Linked DNA regions of Oryza sativa: region 1 is linked to region 2. A link is a contact called in public HiCAR-type data. All regions are on one chromosome and are shown on one strand. The core of a region is the stretch at or near the end of the contact, and the rest is flanking DNA. Distances in the headings are between cores, read along the strand shown.

Region 1 (5,666 bases), core at 2,485-4,984, 220 kb after region 2:
CTCGGGGATCACCCTGTCATCTCTTCATAAATGGGCGGAGATTTGCAACGGCTGCTGCCCGAGTGACCCTTCTGATGGGACGGCCCATACCTACCTCCACTCCGCCGGAAGCAGGTGCAATGTGGGAACACGGTTGTCTTCCGGCGACATAACCAGTGTCAGACCAGTCACAGACCGGTCACCTTTGTCCACCACGTGTCAGTTTAGCAATCTGCATGTTCGCCCTTCTTCATACAACGTCTTGCTTATAATGGTTGGGATAAAGCCTGGCATATATCTGACCAGGACCAACGTGCCATCTCCAGGAGCTAGCACGCTGGCTCCGGCTAGGGACGAGTGCCTAGAGACTCTCATCTTGACGGGACGGGGCGAGGCGTGTGTCAGATCGCCTGTTGCCACCTAACCCGCAATCTGACCGATCTGTGACCGGTCACAGACCGGATAAACGAGCGTGCCATACTGCGCTACATGTGGCGTAACGCGCTCGTCCAAACCGCAATAAATGCGGTTAGGTGAGCCCCGCTATGCTCACCTACCCCATATACGCGGCGCAAAACCCACAAGGGGTCGGGGCGCCTCGGCCCTCGGGGCCGAGACGGGAGCGGTCCGACCTCTCGGGGAGACAAAGAGAAGGGCGGCCGTATCACCCTCGGGCCCGACCCCCCCCCCCCCCGAGGGGGTTAGGCCACGTGGGTGATCGTGTCTGCCTCAAGTCTCTAAGTCATGATACTCCCGGTCCTATGTCACCGACATATATATATATATATATAAGCGCTAAACCGCACCCAGGATGCGTAATAGCTAAAATGCTCCCCTCACAACCTACCCCCACCCCCCTACCCCCCCACCCCACTCCACCCTACCCCCACCCGTCTCCACCCTCGGTAACCCCCGCCCCCACGTTTCCCTTTTTTTTTTCCCACAGTCGGTAACCTCCGTCTAGGGATGAAAACGGATCGAATACGGTAGGAAACTAGCTCTATCATATTCGTTTTCATATTTTTTTCTTGGAATCGAAATCGGAATTGGAAACCCGGATACGAAAACGGAATCGAATATTATCGAATACAGATACGGAGCGAATACGAATCGAAACGAATACGGTAACGAATAATTATCAAAATATCAAGACCCCTCAAAATAAGCTTCTTAAAACGAGGAAGATATGTAGCCATTAGTTTTCAAAAACAAAACATCAATATTTTCAAATTTTATCTCTATTTATAAGGGCAAGGGGGAGATAGAAAATGCTATGTTTACTTTCCATACAAATTTATGTTATCATGAAACAAATAAATTAATGTGTATCACTTAAATTTTCGTAGGCACATTGAAATTTTTGAAAATTGGTTGAATATTTTAAATTTTAGGTTGAACATTTCAATTGAAAGTTTTTAAACATTTGAGTGGTTATTTTTCATAATTGAATTTTTTCATTTGTTTGTGTGTGGACCATTTAAGGACCCGCATGAAAAAAAAATCAATTTTTCCATATGGGTGACTTAAGAAGCCGTATGCAAAAATAAAATTTGGTAATTTGAAACTAATTTATCTCACTCATATGAACTCCAAATTGGATGATTCTTTTTCCTAAATGTTTCTAAAATCATGCTCTATTGTTATTGTGTTCTTGCTGCTATTATTTTAGCCATTTTTTATTGTGACTTTGTTTTATCAATTAAAAATTTGAATTTCAAAACTTCAAATAATATTTTGAAGATGTAATTAATTTTAGCTGAAAAAGTCATGAACATGAAAGTTGTAGAGCTCATCAAGACATACAACTTTTATTTTGGTCATTTCTTCATCCGATAAATTGATAATAATATTGTTCACAAAGTTTACATATCTCTCTTATAGTTTATAGAACCAAATGAGATAGATGCAAATTTTGTGAATAATGTTACTATCACTTTGTCGGATGAAGAAATGACCAAAATAAAAAGTTATAGATCTTGATGAATTATATAACTTTGTTGTTGATGACTTTTTCAGTTGAAATCATTTAGTATTTCAAAATATTGTTTGAAGTTGTCATATTTTGAAATTCAAATTCAAACGGTTCAAACAAAGTCATATAGAAAAATAACCAAAATAAAAGTTGTAGATGTTGATGTGTTATACAACTTTGTTGTTGACAATTTTTTTATTTGAAATCATTTACTACCCGGAAAGTTATTTGAATTTCTTATATTTTTAAATTCAAATTTTATATAGTTTAATCAAACTCGGATGGAGAAATGACCAAAATAAAATTGATAGATCTCAATAAGTTATACAACTTTGTTTTTAACAACTTTTTCGTATGAGTTGATTTAGTGCCTTTAAATTCGTTTTAAAGAGCCACATATAAAATAAAAATTGATTTTTACATTTAAAAAAAATCCACCATTTTTTTTCACCCCCAACCTTATCCTCTTGATTCTTCCTCTCCTCTCTCTCTCACACACACTTTCTACTCTCTCTCTCTCTCACTTCCTCTCATCCACAGGAACAGGGCGGCTGTGGCGGCCGGCCAAGAGCGGCGCGAGGCGGGGCAGGCGGCGACCGGCCGAGAGCGGCGCGCGAGCTCACGAGGCGGGGCAGGCGGCGGCGGGCGGCGGCGGCAGGAGCCGCGGCGGGCTCCCGGGGCCGGCAGCGGCGGGCGGGCGGGCTCGAGCGGTGGCTCGCGCCGTGGCGGCGTCGGCGGGCTCCCACGGCCGGCAAGCTCGCGCGGCGGGCGGCGGCGGCAGCAGCAGGCGGGCATTTTAGTTATTACGCACCCCACGTACGGTATAGTATGTGTGTGTGTATATATATACACACACACACATACTATACCGCACGTGGGGTGCGTAATAACTAAATATATATACACACACACATACTATACCGCACGTGGGGTGCGTAATAACTAAAATGCTCCCCCACAACCTACCCCCCCACCCCCTCCCCCACCCCACCCCCCAGCCAGCCACCCGCACCTTCCCACGGCACCTCTCTCTGCGCCCCCTTCTACCAGTAAATTGTTTACTACTCGACATCAGCGTCTCTCTACACATATATACATATATATATACATATATACATATATACATATATATATATATATATATATATATATATGTATATATATATATATGTATATATATATATATATATATATATGTATCTATATATGTATATATATATACATACACACACACCTTGTGTTGCTCTCACGTGCCGTAACCAACCCCATCACCATCCCATTTTTTCGGATCTGAGAAACAGAGAGGCAGTTGCAGCCACGGGCGACGGCAGCGGCGGTCGACAGGGGCGATAGGCGACGGCGGTTTAGGCAACTACGAACGGCGCTGCAGCGGGCGACGGGCTCAGCGGCGGGCCACGGGGTGGCTACGGGCGATGGGATGGCTGCGGGCGACAGGGTGGCGGATGATGGGGCCACGGCAGGCGACGGCGCGGCCAAATCCAGCAGCCCTGTGCCTCCCTCCACCGCGCCACCCCTTCGACCCCGAGCCTGGACACAGTTGGAGCTGTGCAAGCGATGGCAGATACAGGTGCGGAGGCGCCGCCGGGTTCTCTTTTCCGCCAGCTGCCTCCATTGACCTTGTTGTCATGTTCTTATGTTGTCGTGGTGTGTTACAGTACTCTTGGGTGTATTGAGTCTTTGGGCCACTTCATCATGTTGGGCTGAACCCGTGAGAGCCCATGTGTCGGTGTATAAATACAGACCTGACCAATTGAGTCAAGGCATCGATGAGAAGAAATATAAAACTAATCCTACCTACCTTGTCTTCCTCCTCTGTTCTTCCTCTCAAATCCCCAAAATCTCTCAAACTCAGAAGCTTGCAACCACGTACTAGGCGAGACGCCGGTGCCGAATTGCGAGTTCGTGACATTTTTGGTATCAGAGCCGCCGATCCGCGGGCGTGCTGGTGAGGAAGAAGACGAATCCAACTCTGACGGAGCGGATGGAGGTGGCGGAGGGAGAAATCGGTTTCCTGACGACGAGGGTGACCGAGCTCACCAGCAGCATCAACTCCATCCTCGGATCACTTCAAGGCATGGAGAAGTGGATCCCCACGGTGGATTTGGGCATGAAGGATCTACGTCAAGCTGTGGATCAAGTCAACGCGCGGGTCGCTCAACTTGAGACCCGTGCACAAGCGACGCCAGCAATGGCGAAGCAAACGCCCGTAGGGCCCGGCGACGACGAGAACTACCAGGGTGATGCTACCGGGGCAAGCTTTGCCCAGGAGCGAACCCTGGTCAAGGGTAAACACAAGTTCCATCACTCACCTGTGCAGTTTGATTTGAGGGAAAATTCTGAGAGAGAAAACTGTGGATCTCAAAGCTCTGGGAAATTTGGGGGGTCTAGATTGCCTAAGACTGATTTCCCTAAGTTTGATGGAGAGAATCCTAAGCTCTGGAAAACTAATTGTGAAAAATACTTCAGCATGTATCATGTTCCTTATGAAACATGGGCTTCCTTTGCCACCTTGCATTTCACTGGCACTGCAGCACTTCGGCTCCAAACCTATGAGGAGTTGCATTGCATAGAGAGTTGGCCTGAACTAGTGGTAGAAGTTCATAGCAAGTTTGGTAGAGATAAATACGAGCAACATTTGGAAGAACAAGAAGGTTTTAAGCAATTAGGGGGAGTGGAGGAATACCATTCCAAATTTGAAGAGATCATGAATAAAGTCTTAGTTTATAATAAGGCTTTTGATGAAACCTTTTTTGTTACTAAATTTGTTGGTGGGTTGAAAAGTGAGATTAAAGCAGCTATTAAGCTGCACAAGCCTAGAACTGTTGATGCTGCTCTATCACTTGCTAAAACGCAGGAGGACTTGCTGGGAGAAATCACAGTGAAGACTGTTGGCAGAACTACATACAAAGAGCAGTACAAGCCTGCTGTCAAGACCCCATTCCTTGGTAAAGGAATTCTGGGCCCTAGCCCTGATGAGAACAAGAAGGTGGAGGAAAAGCCCAAGTGGGAAGAGAGATTTGATTCACTAAAAGCAGCTAGAAGGGCTCGAGGAGAGTGTTTCAAGTGCGGGGAAAAGTATGGCCCTGGACACAAGTGCCCAAAATCGGTGCAGCTGCATGTTCTGGAAGAATTGCTAGAGGTGTTCCTGGCGCAAGAAGAGGACAGTAACAAGGCTGATGATGTGGAAGGAACAAGTGATGAGGAACTGGTACTCTCTGAATGTGCAGTCTCTGGTACAGTTGGGAAAAGGACCATTAGACTGCGGGCTTGTTACAGAATCAAGAGATACTTGTCCTGGTTGATTCTGGTAGTTCCAGCAATTTCTTGTCAGAGCAATTGGTGTCAAGGTTGCAGTTGTCTACCCAGGAGTGTGTGCCATCACAAGTAACCATAGCTGATGGGGGTAAAATGCTCTGCAATCAAGTGGTGAATGGTTTGGAGTGGTGGTGTCAGGGAAAAACTTTCAAAACTGATCTGAAGGTGCTTCCACTGGGTGGTTATGACATGATCCTTGGTATGGAGTGGTTGGAGGAATTCAGTCCCATGTGGGTGGATTGGAAGAGAAAGAAAATGAGATTCACTTATGAAGAAAAGAGAATCACTCTAGTTGGGGTCAAGGAACAATTGTTTACCAATGTAAGCCTGTGACAGCAAGGCAACTCAAAGGGATGGCAAAGGCTGGAGCAATCTCTCA
Region 2 (5,787 bases), core at 1,219-3,718:
AGATTCTCTATAGCGGTACTTTCTGCAAGACCAACATATTCATCCAAAGCATCTGCTGCTATACCATAAGCTGACTGACGGATTGCTGCAGTGATCTCTTGATGACAACTTAACCCAAGTATACTGATTGCATTTATCTTCTGCACAAAATAGTCATCTTGATCCTCTATTGCATTAATTATGCAAAGAAACAGGGGTCTGCTCATTCTATTCCTGCGTAGTCATTACTAATGAGACATACATATCTATGCATATAACAAAGATAAATCAAATAAAATTGGCTCAATACAAACCTGTGCTTGAATAAAACTAGGTCATAGGTAGGATTATCGAAAAAGTAATCTTGGTAAAATTTCAAGTGTCATGTTTCTCTGTTGCGATCAACCACTTCATGTCCCATGACATACCCACCATGTTTTGATGTATTGACAGAGTACCAATAGCTATGCATGATTTGTGCTGCGACCCAAAAAAATCATCGTCATCATCGGACGATGATTCATCCACAAGCCCTTGAAACAAGAGTAAGTATGATTCATCACAGATCAAATTAACTGCCAAACCATTATTCATCACCAACAGAAACTTTCTCCCCTAGCGATATTATCAGATCAAATTAAAAAAAAAGAACGTGATTAATAGGAGAAAATCCTAACATGAGGATCGCCTAGGATATTAACCTTCAAATTGATGTCATGGTCGTGTAGAGGATTAGCTAGCCTTCCGCTTTTCCACATTAGAGGCGAAATCTTCCATCAGTACAACCGTGGTCGGCGAGGGATTCTCTGACGGCAGCAGGAGCCGGCGGCGTTAGGAAGGGCAGTGGCAGGATCAGGAGTGATTTGATCCGTGCATATGTTAAAAAAAAGCAAAACAAAGCGTCGGTAACAATTATGGGCCCATCCAATCCTATATGGTCAACCAACTAATTTTTGGGATTATATTTTTAGGTGGAGATGAAATAGATTTTTAGGTCTAAAATTTTTTAGAATAGTCCCAATCCAAGGAAGTAACTTTTGGGCCTGAATCGGAGATGCTCTAAGGCTGTGTTCCGTACGGAAAACAGAGCGGTTCATTAGCGCGTAATTAATTAAATATTAGCTATTTTTTTCAAAAATGGATTAATTTAATTTTTTTAAGCAACTTTCATATAGAAACATTTTGCAAAAAACGCACCGTTTAGCGGTTTGAAAAGCGTACGTATGGAAGAGGGAGAGGGGTTGGGAAGAGGGGGTGCCGAACACACCATAAGGCTATGGTGCTTCGAATATGAAGCTGCATATTTAGGCCGTCAAAATAATTCTTCAAATTTTCAACTTTTCCATCACATCAAAACTTTTCTACACACACAAACTTCCAACTTTTCTGTTATATTGTTTCAATTTCAACTAAATTTTCAATTGTGGTGTGAACTAAACACAGCCTTAGCTCTACATTGTTTGCTTTTATGCTCTTCCATGCTAACCTGAAAGAGGTCTACAGCGGATTAATTGCAAACTTGCAGTAACATATATGCTACTCACTGGCAGCATTTGCACGGAGCTTTTTTTTTTCAGCATTTGGTCATTTCAAAATTTACGCTGCTATGGTACATTTTGTATGGAGTTGCAAAGTGCGCATCCTGCCAATCAAGACCAAAAACTTTAGGCAGAGAGCCTACGCAAACTAAAAAAATGAATCTAACACATGATGGGTGAGACTAAATTAAACAAATATTATTCCTAGTAAGAGATTATCATAAAAAGTTAAAATCCGGTGTAATATGTAAACCAAAACACTTTTCCCCGCAAAGCAAACAATCAAGCTTTTTCTAGTCGGAAAACCCGTTTTATGAAATATTTGGTAAGTTTACATGGAATATCATAAAAATAGCCCTATCTTGAAAATAAAAAAAATGAATAGAATGAAGAAAGCATTAGGGTGAGTTTGAGAAGAGAGGAAAAGAGAAGATATATAAAACGAGGTGAGCCATTAGCGCATGATTAATTGAGTATAAACTATTTTAAACTTAAAAAATGGATTAATATGATTTTTTAAAGCAACTTTCATATAGAAATTTTTTTGCAAAACACACACTGTTTAATAGTTTGGGAAGTGTGCATACGGAAAACAAAACAAATTATCTCACAATGTTACCCTATTGAATGCAGCCTTAGTGATGTGATGGTTCACAGCCTTAGTGGTGTGATGGTTCACAACTTTACCCACCAGGATTCAAATCGTAGTACCCACGAATATTACGCTTAGGGTATAAGTATGGTGCTGTATGTATAAGTGGTGTGCTACGTGACTACGTCTACTGTCAAAAATAAAAAAAAAGGAAAAATTGTATAGAACTCCATTTTATACATTGAGTTTCAATATTTTCGTTCTTTTCTTTTTCTACGGAGTATAAGGTAAGAAAAGAAGTTGAAATAGGCCCTAGACAAATCACAACTTATCAAGCCCACGGCCCACCGTAGAGGAGCGGCATTCTATCGATTTTTCTCCTGGACAAGAGAAGCAGCAGCCGAGCACGAGCGCGAGCGGTGCTCTGGTGGAGGAGAGGAGAGGGAGGCGTGGTCGGAGTCGGAGTAGGAGGAAGAGGAGATGGTGGTGCTGGTGGTGGCGACGGCGTCGGACCCGGCGTCTATCGGCCCAGCCGCCGCCTTCCTCGCCATGCCCGGCTGGTCTCCCGGCCCGCCCATCCCCGTAAGCAACCCACCGCCCCCCATCTTATCTAGTCCCATCCACCCCAATCTCAAATTCCCCAAGACTTGTAGTGTAGCACGGGGAAGCGCTGCTCCTTAATTAGGGTTTGGGCCATGGCTATGGCTAGTGTTTATGGTTGTGGAGCAGGTATCTTGTTCGATGCGGCAGGCGTTTTCTTTTCTGAAGACTGGAATTGTTCTTCTGTTCTGAGCTTTGCAAGCATATGCGGCCAGGTGCCCAGGTTATAGGATGCGCTTTTGGTGCGGGTTTATGCAATTACAGATACTAGATAGAGATTTGCATGTCCATACTAGTTGCTACGCAGATCGCAGGACGATTCCGGATGTTATAATCTGTTTTTACATCATTGCAAATTAATTCATGAATGGATATTGATAGTATAAAAATATATATTGCCCTTAGCTTTTCAAGCTCCTCTGGACTTTGTCACATAGTTACCGTCCACATGCTGCCACATTAAAATTGACATGACATGATGAGTCACAGCAAAATGGAGAGTGGCGTCTATACTGTTCTTTTTAGTGACAAGGAAAAGGTAAACCATTTGTATGTATGATAATATATAAGAACGTCGATATATTTAAAGATGACACTCGAGCTTTTATCCATGAATAATGCAAGCAGATATCGTGCACTTACAGCTATACGCCTCCATAAAATATTAGGGGGAATCTGTCTCTTACCTTTGAATAATAGAACTTGCTAATTTAAGTGTATGGCAGAAGAAGGTAAGTCACCAATTTGATCAATTAGCCTCATCAGAACAAATGTTTGCGAAAATATATCTGCCTCAATCAACAAATAAATCCAGATTTAGGTGACTATGGAGCTGATAAACCTGTTCCTAAAGACGCATAGCAGAACCATGGAGAATAACAGTGCTATGTTTCTTCTATCATCAGTGATAAATAATGGTATGTCGAAAAAGAGTTGGTCAGAATCCGGTGTCCCTGAACTTTCCAAGGTTTTGTCTGCGTGTAAATTGCTTTTCCCTACTTCAGGCAACATAGAAGGCAATGAGTGATCAGAATGCAGATCATGTACACCAACACATATCTATTATGTTCCAGTGACTCTGTTTGTTTTATTAAGTTTTAGCTTCAAAAATTATTGTTACAATTTTTTTTGTAACATCCATCAGATGTTATGTTTCTGGCATTTTGCAGTTCTTTAATTTGTTAGAATGCCGCGACAATTCCATATAAATCTCTGATGGTATATGTTTTGTAGGAGGGGATGGAGAGCTTTACAAACGGGGACGTTCGACTATTGAAGCATGAACGCAGCATCATTGCGGAGGATGATCTTGACAACCGGTGGCAGGCAGCCACTGGAGAGGCTGTTTCTGAGGTCATATTCCTCAGCAAACACACTGCTGTCTCCAACCGTCCTGCGCTTACTGTCCATCCAATCGGTTGGTTATTTTTAGTCATAAAGTGCTATATGTTTCTTGTTTATCCCTGGCTCTGTTAAATGTTTAATATTTTTCTGTGTTTGAGTTATATTGAATACCTAAATAAGATATGACATAAATGGTGGTTAATAAACCTGAAAAGGTACTGAACTTGTATTTTGTTATTTGTTTGTTTACAAATAATGCATCTGTACTTTTTTGAGTGCAATACATATGCTTATTTGTGTAAATTAATGGTTCATACTTCATAGTACCACATGTATTCAATTATTTTATATTAAACATGGTGTCATTTTTCTTTGGTGTGTCGCACCTTAAGGTGTGCCACATCTAAGAGAAGATGAGACGCCACCTCAAGGAGGGAGACCAGGATGGGCAGCTCTGCCCAATCCTCGAATTGGTCCATGGCTCCGTTTGATGCAAAAGATTGCGGTAGACCAAGGTCTTGTTCCAGAGTTTGAGGTACCTTTTCTGTTGATGATTTTTTTTTTCTTCTGAACTTTCTGCTTTTAAAATTCTAATTCTTATTGCTTGTGAAGATTACACTGGAAGCTACTCACCATGGACCAGTCACCAATACACCAACGATGTTTGTTGAGATAGGTATAGATCTACTTCCATGCTTATATTCTCTGTATTAGCATGTATGGTAGGGTGTTTTGTAAAGCTTCCTACAAACTGGTTTTTGTCATTGCCCTTTACATGTCTTTTATAGTTTCAGAAACATCTGCGCCATTAGCTTACTCAGGTGTTTCATGCTGTACATTTGTTTTGTGCTCTTTGCCTCCCAAATGTCAATCATCAATGCCTAAACACATGCTAGGACTTTTTTGGGGGATAGTTGCAACTATTGCAATGGGCATTTCATAATCAAAAAGAATTTGTGATTTCACAGATAACTAATATTAAGCATTAGTAATCATTTGATCATTCATGTAAATTTGAAACTTTTAATTTAATCATGTTCCACTTGTAGTTGTGTACTTGTGTAAACTTAGATAGTTTGCCTTAGATACGTGTAACCTTCTTGAGCAGGGAAGAGTCAGCTAGCAAAATTATATACACATTTACTCCCTCCGTCCCCTAATATAAGGAATTTTGACATTTTACTTGCACTGTTTGACCATTCGTCTTATTTAAAAAAATTTGGAATTATTATTTATTTTATTTGTGACTTACTTTATTATCCAAAGTACTTTAAGCACGACTTTTCGTTTTTTATATTTGCACAAATTTTTTGAATAAGACGAGTGGTCAAATGTTACAAAAAAAATAGTGAATCCTATATACCTATACAAATCATCCCCACTACTAGCAATTCTCTGCATCCTCATGCTTCCACGTCACCCCGTTTTCTCCTAGCCATTGGATCTCGATCAAGCGCTTCTCCCGGTCAATCTGTTGGCAATCCATTGGATCAAATATCAATGGTTAATGTGCAGTCCCTCTGTTTTCTTTTGCTGGCCAACAAGCCCAACTTTACACACCATCAAGCCCAGTCCACACTCCTTGGCCCAATTTCCACCGCATCTTCCCACACTCCATCCACACCACCATTCCCGTTACCCTCTTGAGTTCGAGCGGTCACGTCTCCCTGCGCCGCTAGAAACTGCGAGTGCGGCGCCGGCGCCTCACCTTCCAGATCCTGCGTAGCGTCGTGG

Evidence for each region. HiCAR-type assays count read pairs that join an accessible place to other places.
Region 1: a HiCAR-type map of leaf shows a contact between it and region 2, with 2.7 times the contacts expected there. The contact joins the promoter of LOC136351828 here to the promoter of LOC4346498 in region 2. A contact is called at or near these places in 3 of 15 Hi-C or Micro-C datasets (panicle, seedling and an unstated tissue) and 1 of 4 datasets of contacts at active chromatin or transcription factors (leaf).

The regions. Positions count from the first base shown.
Region 1 is chr9:8,187,016-8,192,681 of ASM3414082v1, forward strand. LOC136351828 reads left to right here and starts at 3,735. Exons shown (of 1, transcript XM_066304236.1): 1 at 3,735-5,666. The coding sequence starts at 3,954. The coding sequence ends at 5,360.
Region 2 is chr9:7,963,915-7,969,701 of ASM3414082v1, forward strand. It overlaps LOC4346498 (D-aminoacyl-tRNA deacylase), which reads left to right and starts at 2,469. Exons shown (of 10, transcript XR_010735045.1): 1 at 2,469-2,691; 2 at 3,943-4,126; 3 at 4,446-4,588; 4 at 4,666-4,729.